2 separate regions of the Mus musculus genome follow, and region 2 is linked to region 1. Evidence: chromatin contacts called from public Hi-C data. All regions are on one chromosome and are shown on one strand. Each heading gives the region's core, a stretch centred on a gene start, on an enhancer-like site or on the middle of the called end of the contact. The rest is flanking DNA. Distances are from core to core; before and after follow the strand shown.

Evidence for each region. A called contact is a pair of places that touch in the nucleus more often than the background predicts.
Region 2: a Hi-C map of the HPC-7 cell line shows a contact between it and region 1, with 2.1 times the contacts expected there. The contact joins the enhancer-like site here to the promoter of Arhgap15 in region 1. A contact is called at or near these places in 6 of 39 promoter capture datasets (the C10 cell line, the HPC-7 cell line, liver and 1 more), 1 of 15 datasets of contacts at CTCF or cohesin (CD8 T cells), 12 of 484 Hi-C or Micro-C datasets (CD4 T cells, the G1E-ER4 cell line, the HPC-7 cell line and 7 more), 2 of 115 datasets of contacts at active chromatin or transcription factors (bone marrow-derived macrophages and embryonic stem cells) and 2 of 9 other capture datasets (adipose tissue and liver).

The regions. Positions count from the first base shown.
Region 1 is chr2:43,746,789-43,753,311 of GRCm38.p6, reverse strand. It overlaps Arhgap15 (Rho GTPase activating protein 15), which reads right to left and starts at 4,488. Exons shown (of 14, transcript NM_153820.3): 1 at 4,413-4,488. The coding sequence starts at 4,423. All of the region lies in intron 1 of Gm39804 (a long non-coding RNA gene), which reads left to right.
Region 2 is chr2:43,792,298-43,798,954 of GRCm38.p6, reverse strand. The region is part of intron 2 of Arhgap15 (Rho GTPase activating protein 15); the gene reads right to left. Among named protein-coding and RNA genes, the nearest start is that of Gm39804, 7.5 kb to the right of the region's middle. Within about 2 kb of position 4,139, at least 22 of the 459 cell types and tissues checked have an H3K27ac peak or open chromatin away from gene starts, as enhancers often do. A contact at or near this core is called in the G1E-ER4 cell line, the HPC-7 cell line, bone marrow-derived macrophages and 4 more, where this site is marked.

The DNA.
Region 1 (6,523 bases), core at 3,239-5,738:
AGAAGCAGACTAATGTTCGGGTAAGGAAACCCACTAGCTGCCAGTGTGGGATCTACAGCAGGGAGAGTGCCACTCACAGCTATTGTCAGCTCCAAGTTGCTGTGCTCAGCAGGTGAATGCAGGTGCATTCCCATCCCTCTACCCTCCCCTCCCATTACATCACCTTTCAGCAGACCTGGACCCCTCATTCCTGCTTTGAGGTTCTCTGTCTGCCCTTGACTGTGCTTGCAAAGATTGATACATCACTTCCTGCTCTTTAGAAACTCACAAGCCCTCCTCACAATTTCCCTGAATTGTCTGACAGGAAAGATCAAAATGTGTATTTACTAGTCACAAAGTTTTTTCTAGATTTTGTGGCCTGGCAAACAGCAATAGCAGCAAAATATTGAATGGGTTTCTGAGTCCAGATCAAACATGCTCTGTACCATTTTGTGGTAATTAATATGTTTAATTTGAATTGTAATAACTTTTTTGAACACTGGCTGTTCTTGCAGAGGACCTGGGTTCTAATCCTAGGATTCACAAGAGAGATCACAACTGTCTGAAACTCCAGTTCCTGGGGATCTGGCACTCTCCTTTGGCCTCTGCAGGATGGCTGCCACATGATGTACAGACAGACACACAGGCAAAACTCTTATACACATAAAATAGAAGCAAACTCATCTTTCAAACTATGCTAACTTTTGTCCTAGATTATAAACCTCACAATGTTCAAAGGATGTTTGCATAAATGGTTGTTGAAAATCTGTTTCCTGGAAACCCTTATTTTATTCAGAGCTCCCTTTAATGTATTTCTGTCTAACTACACCTTTGCAGAAGTTGGGAGCAATACTTTTAAATGCAACCATTTGTGACACTGGAGTGAGAGCCTGTGCTTTTGAGAAGCACAATCACCTCTCTGGGAAAGTGCTTCACTTCCTAATTCAGCAAAATATTTCTATCTGAGCAAAGCCCATGTGCTACAGGTGTAGATTCACTGGGTGAGATTGGACCTGAGTTTCAATTCCAGGGTTCTTGCATCTGATCCCAGTGAATGAGGCCAGACACAAACCTCAGGTCTTACCATGGTGATGGGAACAGTATTCTTTTGCCTTCAAGTTTGAGGAAAGGACGAAACATTAGCCTGAAGCACTGCTGTTGAGTCAGTGAGAATTTCTGCAGACGTAGAAAGTATGAAGACCTAACCCTGAGAGTCCCAGGGGAGATCCTTGATCCAGCTATTCCTGACCTTGTGTTCTGTGGAGCTGTCCTGAGTCAAGTACTATCTCGCTATCGCTACCCCTGCTAGCTTTGCATCATCAGCAACAAAACAGTTTTGTCTGCTATCAGGTAAGATTCATAAAAATTATAAGTTCATTTCCTACGTTTGTCATATAACACATATTTCACATTATAAAATTATGATATCCAAGCAGTTCATCTCAGAGCCTCAAAGACAACACCCCCCCACACACACATACACACCCCCCACACATACACACACCCCCACACACACACACATACACACACACACATACACACACACACATACACACACACTCACATACACACACACACACACACACACACACACACACACACACACAATCTTCAGTCAGGGCAGATGGTTCAGTAGGTAAAGCCTTTACTGCCTAAGCATGAAGATCAGGGTTTGAATCCCCAAGCTTCCACATTAAAAACTCAGAGACTGTGGCCTGGGCTTGTAATCTCGATACTGGAAAGGCAGAGGAGATGGGAGGGTGTCTGGAGTTTTCTGGACATCGAGTCTAGCTTAATAACTGAGCTACCTGATCACTGAGATATATTATTGAGAGGAATTAAGGAGGACGTGTGACTTCTGGCCTATACTCGAACACAAATATGAGTGAGCATGCAGACACACACATATGTGCACCTCCACAAGCACACTCGAATGTACACACAGACCACACTCCTTCATTCACAAAAATCGTCTACGTTGTTCCAGGTATTTTGCGTATGAAAACACAAAACTTTTCTGAAGCTACATTGCAGAAGTTTCTCACTGGTGTGAAAAAAGCTGTGTACTTGTACAGGACTCATTTATAAAGATGAGTATACCTCTGAGCTAGATCCTTGTTAGGCACTCTTAGAAAGTCTGTCTTTAAATTTCACTGATTGGACTGGGGTAGCAAGACGCTCTGTCCAGGATAGTTCACAACTGGTTATCATGCACAACATCTTTAAACGAGATTGGAAACTGTCAACATTGAAGTGGTCATTTGGATGCTGCTGTCTGAAAGATCATATTAGAGCTACGCTGGGGAGCCGAGAAGGCCTGGCAAGGACATCAAGACCATGTGGCCTTCCTTTAGAGTATTAGGCTGTCTGCCTTAGAGTCCCTCTCTCTATTTTGCATCATGAAATAAGTAAACTGCGGGATTCTAGATCAGACACAGCTGTGGAGTACCCCATGACAGAGGGTCAAAAATTAGCAAAAAGAGAGTACACAGGAAAGACTTTTCTCCTTTCGGTGTTCTTTATCAGCTCTGCTCTGCAATGAGTTTGGAAATAAAATTCTCTGTCTTGTTTCATGTCACTTAAACGTGCCTAGCTATTCAACATGCACAAAGGCAGAATGATCTGGAATAACTCATTTGTAATCAAGTCCCTTAAGATTTGGTCTGAATAGTCCAGAGTCTGAGCACCGTTGTTTTGCAAAACAGGTCTGAAATCATCAGTTTGTATATTTCACTTGCTGCTTTGTCTACATCCCTCCCAAACTGTCTTAATTTATCCTTCATTTCACACATACTCCAAAAAACATCTGACATTAACAGTATCTGCAAAAACACTTATTACAAATAATTCGGTTTTCAATCACATGAAATATTTTAAACCTTAATGGTCTTATCCGTACTTCAGATGCTTGCCTGAACATTCATTTTTTTTTTTTTTTTTGCTAGTGTGTGGGTTCTATCACCTCTATTCATGTGCTGTTCTTTTTATAATACAATGAAATCAGCAATAACATATCAACAAAAATTATCTGAAGAATACAGCTCAGGAGGCAAAGTCTCAGCAGCACAATATTGAAGACCGATTTAAATACTGCTCTCCATAGTGAGGAAATACAACAAATTGAAACTCTAATCAGAATATCAACGCAAGTATATATTACCAAGATCTTCTGACATGCTAACAATAAAAAGTATTGGATACCATGTCCTTAATCTCTATTTTTCTGTAATCATTTCAACAGTCAACAAGTAGCTAGCTTCAGTGTGGACAATTGAAGAGAACTTAAATGCATCGTGACATGAGTGTATCAGCCTGCTGAATAATTTCCTTTAAAACTGACTATGTCAAAAAATATGTATAAATGTCTTTCAATAGAGCACAATAAAAGAAAAAAGATTGTTGCCACTTATCAATCCTGTAACCATTTTTAATAACCCCCAATATTTGCATTGTGGGGTGCACTTCCTTATCCACCAGCACGATAAAATACTGTGAGAGACAAGGGGATAATATCTTGCGCTTTTATTAAATTTTTACAAAACTCTCCAGTTATATTTGTTTAGCTATTTGTCTCAGATTAGCAACATTTTGATGATATCTCTAGCTACATTAGAATGCACGGAGACATTGGCACAATGTCAGTGGCTAAGCAAAGCTCTTGCTGGTTTGCAGTGAACAAATTCTTTTCATTTCAAAGGTTTATTATTTCAGAACACTTAAAAATACAGTTACCTTAAACAACAAAAGGATGTCTCAAGTGAGCCCTCTTCCCAGAAACAACAGCCAGTGAAATCAGGTGAAACGTTTGTTTTCAACATAAATGTCTTTTTATGAATTAGAAAGTTGGCCTGATGTTATCCAGTTCAACACAGAAATGTTAGGGGAAATGCTCAGTTGTGACGAAGCTTATCATTTTATGTGATACAATTTTCTTGCTTCTTAGTGGCTGTTTTATCCAGTTATGTTTGAGAACCTTCTTATAGCTCTTTACATATTGCCTGAGAGGGAGTATTTTTCTCACTGAAATTTAAGAGGCCCTCTCCTATTGTTATTTATAGTGGCTTTTTTTTTTCTCTCGTTATGTGTATTTCTGATAATTCGAGTTTTAAAGTAGCTATCAGTTAAGGGCACATGGTCTCATGTATTTTACGAACAATTACTTTTAAAAGCACTTTCAATCTAAAACTTTTCTATACTCAGTCTTTAACATTTTAGTCTAAAATCATGAAAAGATACTAGTATAATATTTCCATAAAGGAAGTATGAATTTGACAGTTGCAGTTATGAGACAGAATACACCTTTCTGCACTGAAAGAAACAAGCTGATATTTGGCTCATAGGTAAGAGCCTTCCAATCTGTAGAAATGATTATGCATTTGTGCCAGCAATACTTTCAAGTAGTTAACCCACAGTACAAATGTAAAGTTACATACCTTTTCTCCATGGTGACTTGCTATTAAAACTGCCATCAACTCCTTTTACTGACTCTTACAACAAAACGGAAAGGAGTAAGGTCACGTGTCCTAAGGGGAGGCCTGTGTTCGTTGCTGCTTAATTTCAGTACTTAAGAAAAAAAAAAAAAAGGCGGGGGCAAAGGGTGAGCAGAGACTTTAAAAAACAACCCACTTCCTGGGTACATGTAGTTAACCACATTATTCCCCTTAGAGTTTGCCTTGCACAGTCAGTCAATAATATCATTATTTATCAATGTTATAGTCAGTTTTCAAGTGTCGTATATTTATATGTGGTGCATCAAGTTATTCTAAAAGAGAAAATGTGATTAAAATTTTAGCCACTGGGTTGGGTTGGGTCAGGGGAGGAACTGGCTGTCAAGAAGAGTGGAAAGTTCCTCTTTCTCTGTCTTCTAGTAAGGCCTGGGTTATCTTATGTATATTCATGCTATCAAAAAAGCACTGCATATCTATTGGGAAACCAAGACCTCAGCTCTAACCCAGTACTGGTACTTGCCACACTTGTGGCTAGACATACAAGAGACTACTTGAGTTAGGTGCAGATGCACCAGAACTTTAGAGCAGGAATCCCAGAGCCAGCAGGTGCCCAGGGAGAGTTGCTCAGAATGCCTGCTATAGCATGAAACAGCATGAAGTTTCACCCTGGCACATTCTCTCTGAGTTTCCCAAGCAGATCTGAAATGCCATGAAAAATATTTGTGCAAACCACACAGCCCTTTAGTCTAACATAAAGAAAACGTCAGAATAAACTGTCCAAGGGCTGTCCTTTGGGCAAGCGCCTGTCCCTCTGATAGCAAGCTTCAGCTGATCTCAGGATCAGCCCTCATGTGTGCATCTACACTGAAAGTCTGCCCCTTAGTTACCAGGCTTAGTAAGGTTTTGAGATTTGCAAGGTATCACAAAAAGGAGATCGGTGGAAGATTTTGAGGGTGGGTTGGTGTCCTTATCCCTCTACTGGGAGTCCCGTATAACGCAGGAGGTAGCCACTCCATATCTGCTACTGTTAGGAGTCTCAGCTACAGTCACCTTCATAGACTGCCTGAGGTCTTCCCAATGCCAGATCTCTGGCATGTCAGAGTCATTCCCCCACCCCATCCCCCACCAGGCCAATTTCTCTTCACTCTCCCGGCTCTCCCTAAACCTACACACCATTCCCCATCCTCTCTCCCCTGCATTTCCCTTCCTCCACCCATCCCCAGTGACTATTTTACTTCCCCTTCTAAGTGAGATTCAAGCATCCTTCCTTGGGCCCTTTTGGTTATTTCACTTCTTTGGCTCTGTTGGATTGTAGCATGGGTATCCTTAAGGCTAATGTCCAATTATAAGTGAGTATATACCATGCATGTCAGTTTTGGTCTGGGTTACCTTACTCAGGATGTTTTGTAGTCCCATCTTTTGTCTGCAAATTTCACGATGTTCTTACTTTTAATAGCTAAGTAGTATTCCGTTGTGTAAATGAACGGCCCTTACTTACTGGCTGATTGCTATGAAGCGACTTCATGATCAAGGCAACTCTTACAAGAGAAAGAATTTAACTGAGGGGTTGCTTAAAGTTTCAGAGGTTCAGTCCGTTATCAACATGGCAGAAAGCAGACAGGCGTGGCACAGGAGCAGAGTCATTTCCTTCCAAATGTGTGAGAAAATAGATCACAGTATCTTCTCATCAGATTAATTGGATGAGAGCTCTGTGGAACACAGAGTTGGGGACTGCTTTCCAATCTCACTCATTCAATTCGCTGTCTAATGTCCTTCCTAAATGGACCTCCTTAGATATATGGGTCCACGGGTACTTTGCTGAGTGTTCACTCTTGGTGTCTGCAAGGAAGTAGGAAGAATGATGATCGACTGGAGGAAAGCTGAATCCAGGCACCAATTTTGCTGCTGCTGCTTAGCCTTGGCCAAGCCATTTACTTTCCTGAAAACTCAGTGAGTTATCCACATAATGGAGCACAGAGATATAAAAATTCTGCTGTAGGGAGCAAAATAAGTAGGTTTAACTAATCTGCACATCTCTAAAAACTATAAGTTTCTTAGTTACTGGCTGATTTCTATGACGCAACTTCATGACCAAG
Region 2 (6,657 bases), core at 2,890-5,389, 46 kb before region 1:
GCTTTGCTCCTGAGGTATAACAACTCCCATACAGAAGTCATAAACAACTTCGTCTAGAGTCTATTATCCATCTACCAAGGACACAATATGCTACTAACCTTTTCTGGTTAACAGAATTTATCATTTTATTGTGGACCCAACTGAGAGTGAAAAGAAAAGTGGTTTGGAAAATATCCATTCAGCTCTCTTCAGACAAGATGAGGAGATATTGCTATGTGCCTTATCTCTGGAATCTGTGGGTAGCTTGTTTTACCTCTACTTTGACTTACGCTCTTTGATTCTCTTTGAACATTCATTTGCATATTCTATCCAGGTGTCATTTTTTTTTCCAGTCAGTTTGGACATATTCTCATCCTACTGATATTGTGATGAGAAATAGAGTCTCTTGAACAAGAATTGGTACTTTCTACGGAAAAGTTAGAAGTTTTGAGTTTTCCTGTCACAAATAAGATTTAAAATATTAGGTATCTCTAATGTTATTATAACATTACATCATTATGTAATGTATGTAATATATTATATATAACAATATAATATATAACATGTATACATATCATGATATATATGCAATATACATTATATATCATGATATATATTGTACATGTATATCAAAGCACACATATGCATATAGACAGACACTGCTATATGTTCATGAATATTCACTTCTCTGGAACTACATTATGTCTTAGTGAGAATTTTGGCTGTTACTGTGGCACCAGTTGCTGAATGGTGGTAGCTGACATCTAAGCGTACCCCAAGGCATATATAATCAGCACCTGGAGCTCCAATCTCGCACACTTGATTGTCATCTTGTAACTATCACATTGCTATATTCCTAAAAGCTCATACACACTGGCCATCTTAGTCGGGGGCCCCTATCAGGCTCTGTTCTTGCCAGCTCTGTGATGAGTACAAGTATTTCTCCTTTTTTCTTTGCTATTGTTGCATTTAAAAGCCCTCCCTCAGTATTTCTACTGATAGCCAATCCATTTCTTTCTTTGTCATTGTACTGGCTGGTTTTGTGTGTCAACTTGACACAAGCTGGAGTTATCACAGAGAAAGGAGCTTCAGTTGAGGAAATGCCTCCATGAGATCCAGCTGTAAGGCATTTTCTACATTAGTGATCAATGGGGGGGGGGCAGGGGGCTATTGTGGTTGATGCCATCTCTGGGCTGGTAGTCTTGGTTCTATAAGAGAGCAGGCTGAGCAAGGCAAGGGAAGTAAGCCAGTAAGTAATATCCCTCCATGACCTCTGCATCAGCTGCTGCTTCCTGACCTGCTTGAGTTCCAGTCCTGACTCCCTTTGGTGATGAATAGCAGTGTGGAAGTGTAAGCCGAATAAACCCTTTCCTCCCCAACTTGCTTCTTGGTCATGATATTTGTGCAGGAATAGATACCCTGACTAATGAAGTCATTTTACATTGAAATCTCTTTACTTTGTCTCCATCTATCTTTATGCCACTAACATAGGACGGCTACCATGATTTATTATGCAGACACTAAGAAGGAGTAGCTCATAGTTTCATACCTTTGCAATGTTTTTCCTACCTCTTATTTTACTCAGAGAGGGACTTAATTGGTTTAGAATATTTCAGTTGCCTCTAATTATGCAGGTTCAGCTTGCACACAGGCTTATACCCTGTGCATGTCTTTCTTTCCTGGAATGTAGCTGAAGAACTAAATACTGAAAGTATAGCAGCCACCTGCTGGCCATGGAAGCAATAGGAAAAGAGCTATGCTCTGAAGATGGTGAGCAGAAAGAGGGGAAAGACCTGTGTCTGAAAATTTTTATTCTAACACTAAATTGATTAGGAAAAGTCTGCCTCTGTCTTACTAACACATACATACATACATAAATACATACATACATACAAACACATAGAACAATTCAAGTACACACAAACATGTTCCTTACTTAATCCTCTATATTTAGTTTTCCAATACATAGAACTAAATTCGAAGTTCAGTGGTTACAAAAGCTCATGTAACTATATCTAGATAGAGTTTAGTATCTAGATGGGTAGATGAATTTCCTGGCACCAGGTACACCTTGAAGCAGTTTGACAACGGAAACAAGAATGGCTCCTAGGGTTTTGTAAGACTCAATGAGGACCATCTTCAGCGCTCCCTGCCTGAGCTCTCTACTGTGTCAGACTGATTAGGACTGGTTAGAAAACTGTCACTTTGTCTTCCTTTTTGGTGCTTCTTATAAGTCTAGCTCAGTTCCTGACCCGATAGTCACAGTCACTGCTGGACTCTCGCTGCCTTACTCTACTGCCTGTGCCTTATGATCCTCACTGAGCTGTTGCTTGAATGCTCTGTCTCTTAATGGACAACTCTGCAAGGTTAAAGAACAACAGAAGTCTGACTCTTTCATGATGGGATCCCTGTACAGCAGAGGCACTTTTGCCAGTTTGGGTCACTTTACTCTGAACAGGCTGTGGAAGAGGGGGACTGCTCATATTTGTCTCAGTTTCCACGCAAGTGTTTTCACTATTCCTTGGGTGAAGCAGAAATGAGCCTAGTTTCTTTGCGTTTTCTGTGTGTTTATCCCACAGATGCAAGGAGAAAGACCGCTGACCCGAATCATGGCCAAATTAATGAAAGCAGGTTTTACTCGTGTACCTGGGTCATCCATAGGATGGGGTTCAAAAGCTCAACACTGGACATGGGAAAGATGTCACTTTTTACAACTCAGGAGTATGGAGTTGCCAAATGAAGGATTGGCAGGCAAATAGGTGAGGTTATAGAAGCAGACCAGAAACATAACAAGTAGAACATAACATAACAGCCTTGAGACACAAAGGCATGGCTACAAAATGGTCATAACAAAGGCATGGTGTGGTTGCCACTTCTTGGCAATACAGAACCATTGGTAGTTAAGGTGTCAGGTAGAGCATATTTCCAGTCCTTAAGAAAAATACGTAATCAAAAACAGGAATGAGCCTGGTTTATCTTTACTATAAGATGGTTCCTTTCATTTTTAAATTGCAACTGGATTCTTCTGTCTCATACAATACATTCTGACCACAGCTCCCTGCCCCCCCCCCAGTCTTCCCCCACCTCCTCTCCCTTCCAGATTTAATCCCTCTTCCATTTCTTTCAGAAAAGAGCAGATCTTTAATATCACAACCAAACACAACAAAACAGGATATGATAAGACAAGGCAAAAACCCTCATATCAGGGATGGACAAGGCAATCCAACGGGAGGAAAAAAGTCCCAAGAACAGGCAAAAGAGTCAGAGACACAACGGTTCTCATTGGTAGAAGTCTCATAAGAACATCAATCTAACAGCTGTAACGTATGCAGAGGATCTGGTGCTGGCACTTTCAATTGAGTGGGTGCTTTATAGTATAAAAATATAAAATCCAACGCAACAGTAAGAAAGTTAGACTATTTTCAAGACAGAGAGAACGCCAAAGCTATGAATAATACATAAGTACATCATTAAAAAGGTGAATGTTTGTTATCAGAGTTCAGACAAAAGGAAGTCTGACATAAAAGTGAGCATAGGAAGTCAGGTTTTAATTGGGTCTTAAAGTAAATTTCAATAAGTATAAACTCAGTGACGCTTCTGATCCTCATTCGTTTCTTCCAGGGTTGACCTAAGAAGTACGCTTCACAGAGTTCCAGCTTTGGTGTTAGACACTCTTAGAGTTGCCTCTCACCCCCATTGTCAACTGCTTCCCTGGAGGGTTAAGAACCTCCTTTGTTATATAACAGTCCAGTTCCAAGCACATAATGGATGCTTTCAATAGTTACACATTTATATTATTGCAATGCAAGAACTAACCATGAGCCATAGTAAAGATAGACACCAACAGGCATTATTAAAATAACAACATATTTCAGTCCTGAATAAGCATGCAAGCTAAAATCAAGAAGAGGAAGCTGGATAAACACTGACGGCGGTTTGAGTCAGGATAGACCAGAACATAAACAGACATTCTCAATCTATTTGCTCATTTTGACTTGTTTGGTTTTGGTAACTTAAAGACATGCTCTCTTCTGAAGGAAATAGAGGCAGATTTGGATCTAGAAGAGAGGGGAGGTGGGTGGAGGGACAGGAATCTGTGGTCAGAATGTATTATATGAGAGAGAAGAATCCAGTTTCAATTTAAGAAATGAAAGGAAAGCCATTTTACAGAAAAAAAAATAAACCAGGCTCGATCCTAAAGGTCATGATAAAATGGCAGGGCTGCTCATGAAGCGGCTTATAAAGACACCGCAGATGGATAGCTTCATCATAATGGTAATTTAATAAGATGTTAAGATACTATGCATGCACCCATATCAGGCTTTTTATACACACACCATGTATTTCATCTTTACTCATCTGTAGATGACAGATATTTTTGTATTTACCTTACTGAGAGCCTTAGAAGACCCAGTCATGAGTTCAAACTCACATGATCAGTAAGGACCAATGGCAGGATTTGTCTCCAAGTCTGCCCAGCACTACCCCAGATTCCTAATCACAGAATAAATCATATTTACTATTGGAGTGGAAAAGCACATTGTGTTGGCCTGAATCATATCCAGCCTACAATTCCTAGAATATCTTAGTCCTCACCAACTGAAATGTAACTGATTGAAACTTTGAACATGTACTTTGCACTAGACTGAAAGGGACACTGGCCACTGACAACTCTGAGAGAACCAAGACTGGTCACTTCTTCCCCAACTAAATCTTTGTATTTTCATTGGTGATTTACTGCCATGGGCACAATAATTACTGTCTCCAGGTATCAGCAAATGATAAAGGTTCCTGAGATTATATTTATGTAAATGACAATATATGAAAAAAAAACTGTACCTTCCTCTTTCAAAGGCTCATCCCTATATAAAAGCAGGAACTTGGAGGAGTGCTAAGGAAGGGGTCTGTATGTCTTGATTTGACTGATGGTACAGTTTCAGATGTCCTCAGTGAACAAGTCAAAGCTGGATTGGAGACACTAAAATCACAATTGCTGGCTTGAATGCCCACTAGAAAGCATCATCTCGGGGAGGGGGGTCCTCTTATGAGTTTGAGGGGCACTGGCTAATTTGATGAGACAACAGCTACTTAGCTTCAGTAGGTTCCTGACTATTTGGGGAGTCAGCTTATGACAGGAGAAATATAAATGCTTATACAGGTTTTCATAGGGCAGTCCCAGTGTTAAAATGTCAGTGCAGTTAAAAAGACAGAAGGAAGAAGAGTGAAATGAAGCTACTGAGCAGAACCCCAACTGTAAGCCCAGATGTCCTGCGAGGCCTCCGATCTGTGCTACCGAATAGGGATCTTTCCTTTTCCCTCCTGTGACACTACTGTTCCGTTTCCCTGCAAGCTTCTATTGGATAAAACACAGGCTGCTGGAAAAGAAGTTTTAGTTCTGAAGAGCTAAGTTGAGACTGTATTTGTAGAGTTCATATTCCTGTATGTTTCCACTTCTCCTGGGCTGTCACGAGCTCTTGAAAGGGAGATAAAAATTCAGGCAAAGTTTAGAAAACTTTAAGTTAAGGTTAATTAGTCAAGATGTAGGATAAATGGTAAGGGATTAGATCCGTACTCAAAACTAAGCTGGCTTAATTTTGTATAAAATACTGTGAGTAGCGTCTCCTTGCTGGCTTCTGACGGCCTGGTGTGCTTGTTCTGATAAGAGTTCTAAGTCACCACATGTTGTCTGGCATCTAAAGCAGCTTCTAATCAGGCTTTCAGAATAATTTTTTACAAAACAAGTGAAATTTAAACCATAGATAACCTAGAGTAAACAGAGTATTTATAGCTTGGTGACAAGACAACACCCTTTCCTTAGACAACACAGTTACTTTTTTAGTGTTGTCTAAAAGGCAGCAAGATGTTTGTTAATTTACAGTAATGTAAGAGTCTAAAATTGAAATTAAACCCAAAGGGGAAAATCTGAGTAAGAAAATTCATCCTTAGCTATAAAGGAAGATTGTTTTTATACTGTCACTGAAATGTGGTAGAGACTACATTTCCAAATTTATGAGTAGCAACTGTCAGCGTCTGAGTTCCCATGTGGAAAGACAATTGGCATGCTCTGAAGGTCTGCACGTTGTCCTCACGTGGGGAAAAGCAGGCAATGTAATGGCTGAAGGTCCTCAAGGCAGTGACCAGGGCTGAGTAGGTCACATAACCATCAAAAGAATACTGCACCTCCAACTAGCATTTCACATTCAAATATGCTCAAACAAACAAACAAACAACAACCAAGCCCACTTCAACTGAATATAAATACGTGGGGACTCTATTGGGTCAGTGGTGTGATCCCTCGTTTTTGTTTGTTTGTTTGTTAGTTTTGTTTTTTTAATTTTTTATTGGGTAATTTATTTATTTACATTTCAAATGTTACCCCTTTTCCTGGTTTTCCCTCAGCATCTCTGGTTTTCCTATCCTATCCTGTCCCCCCTCCCCCAGTTTCTATCAATTGTTTGTAATCTATCAGCTTCACAAAAAGAAAGGAGCATGGTAGACAGAGAGTCAAGTAGGGTTGTGGCGAGAACAACTCTAAGCAAATCTATACATGTTCGAAGAAGGCAGTTTTCAATCTTACAGGTATATAGGATGGTGATATTTGAGAAGTGTGGGTCATCCAAGGCTGGCCCCCAGTAAACAGGTCCAGAACTTGGAGTTAGAGAAGGCAGCATGCGTGAC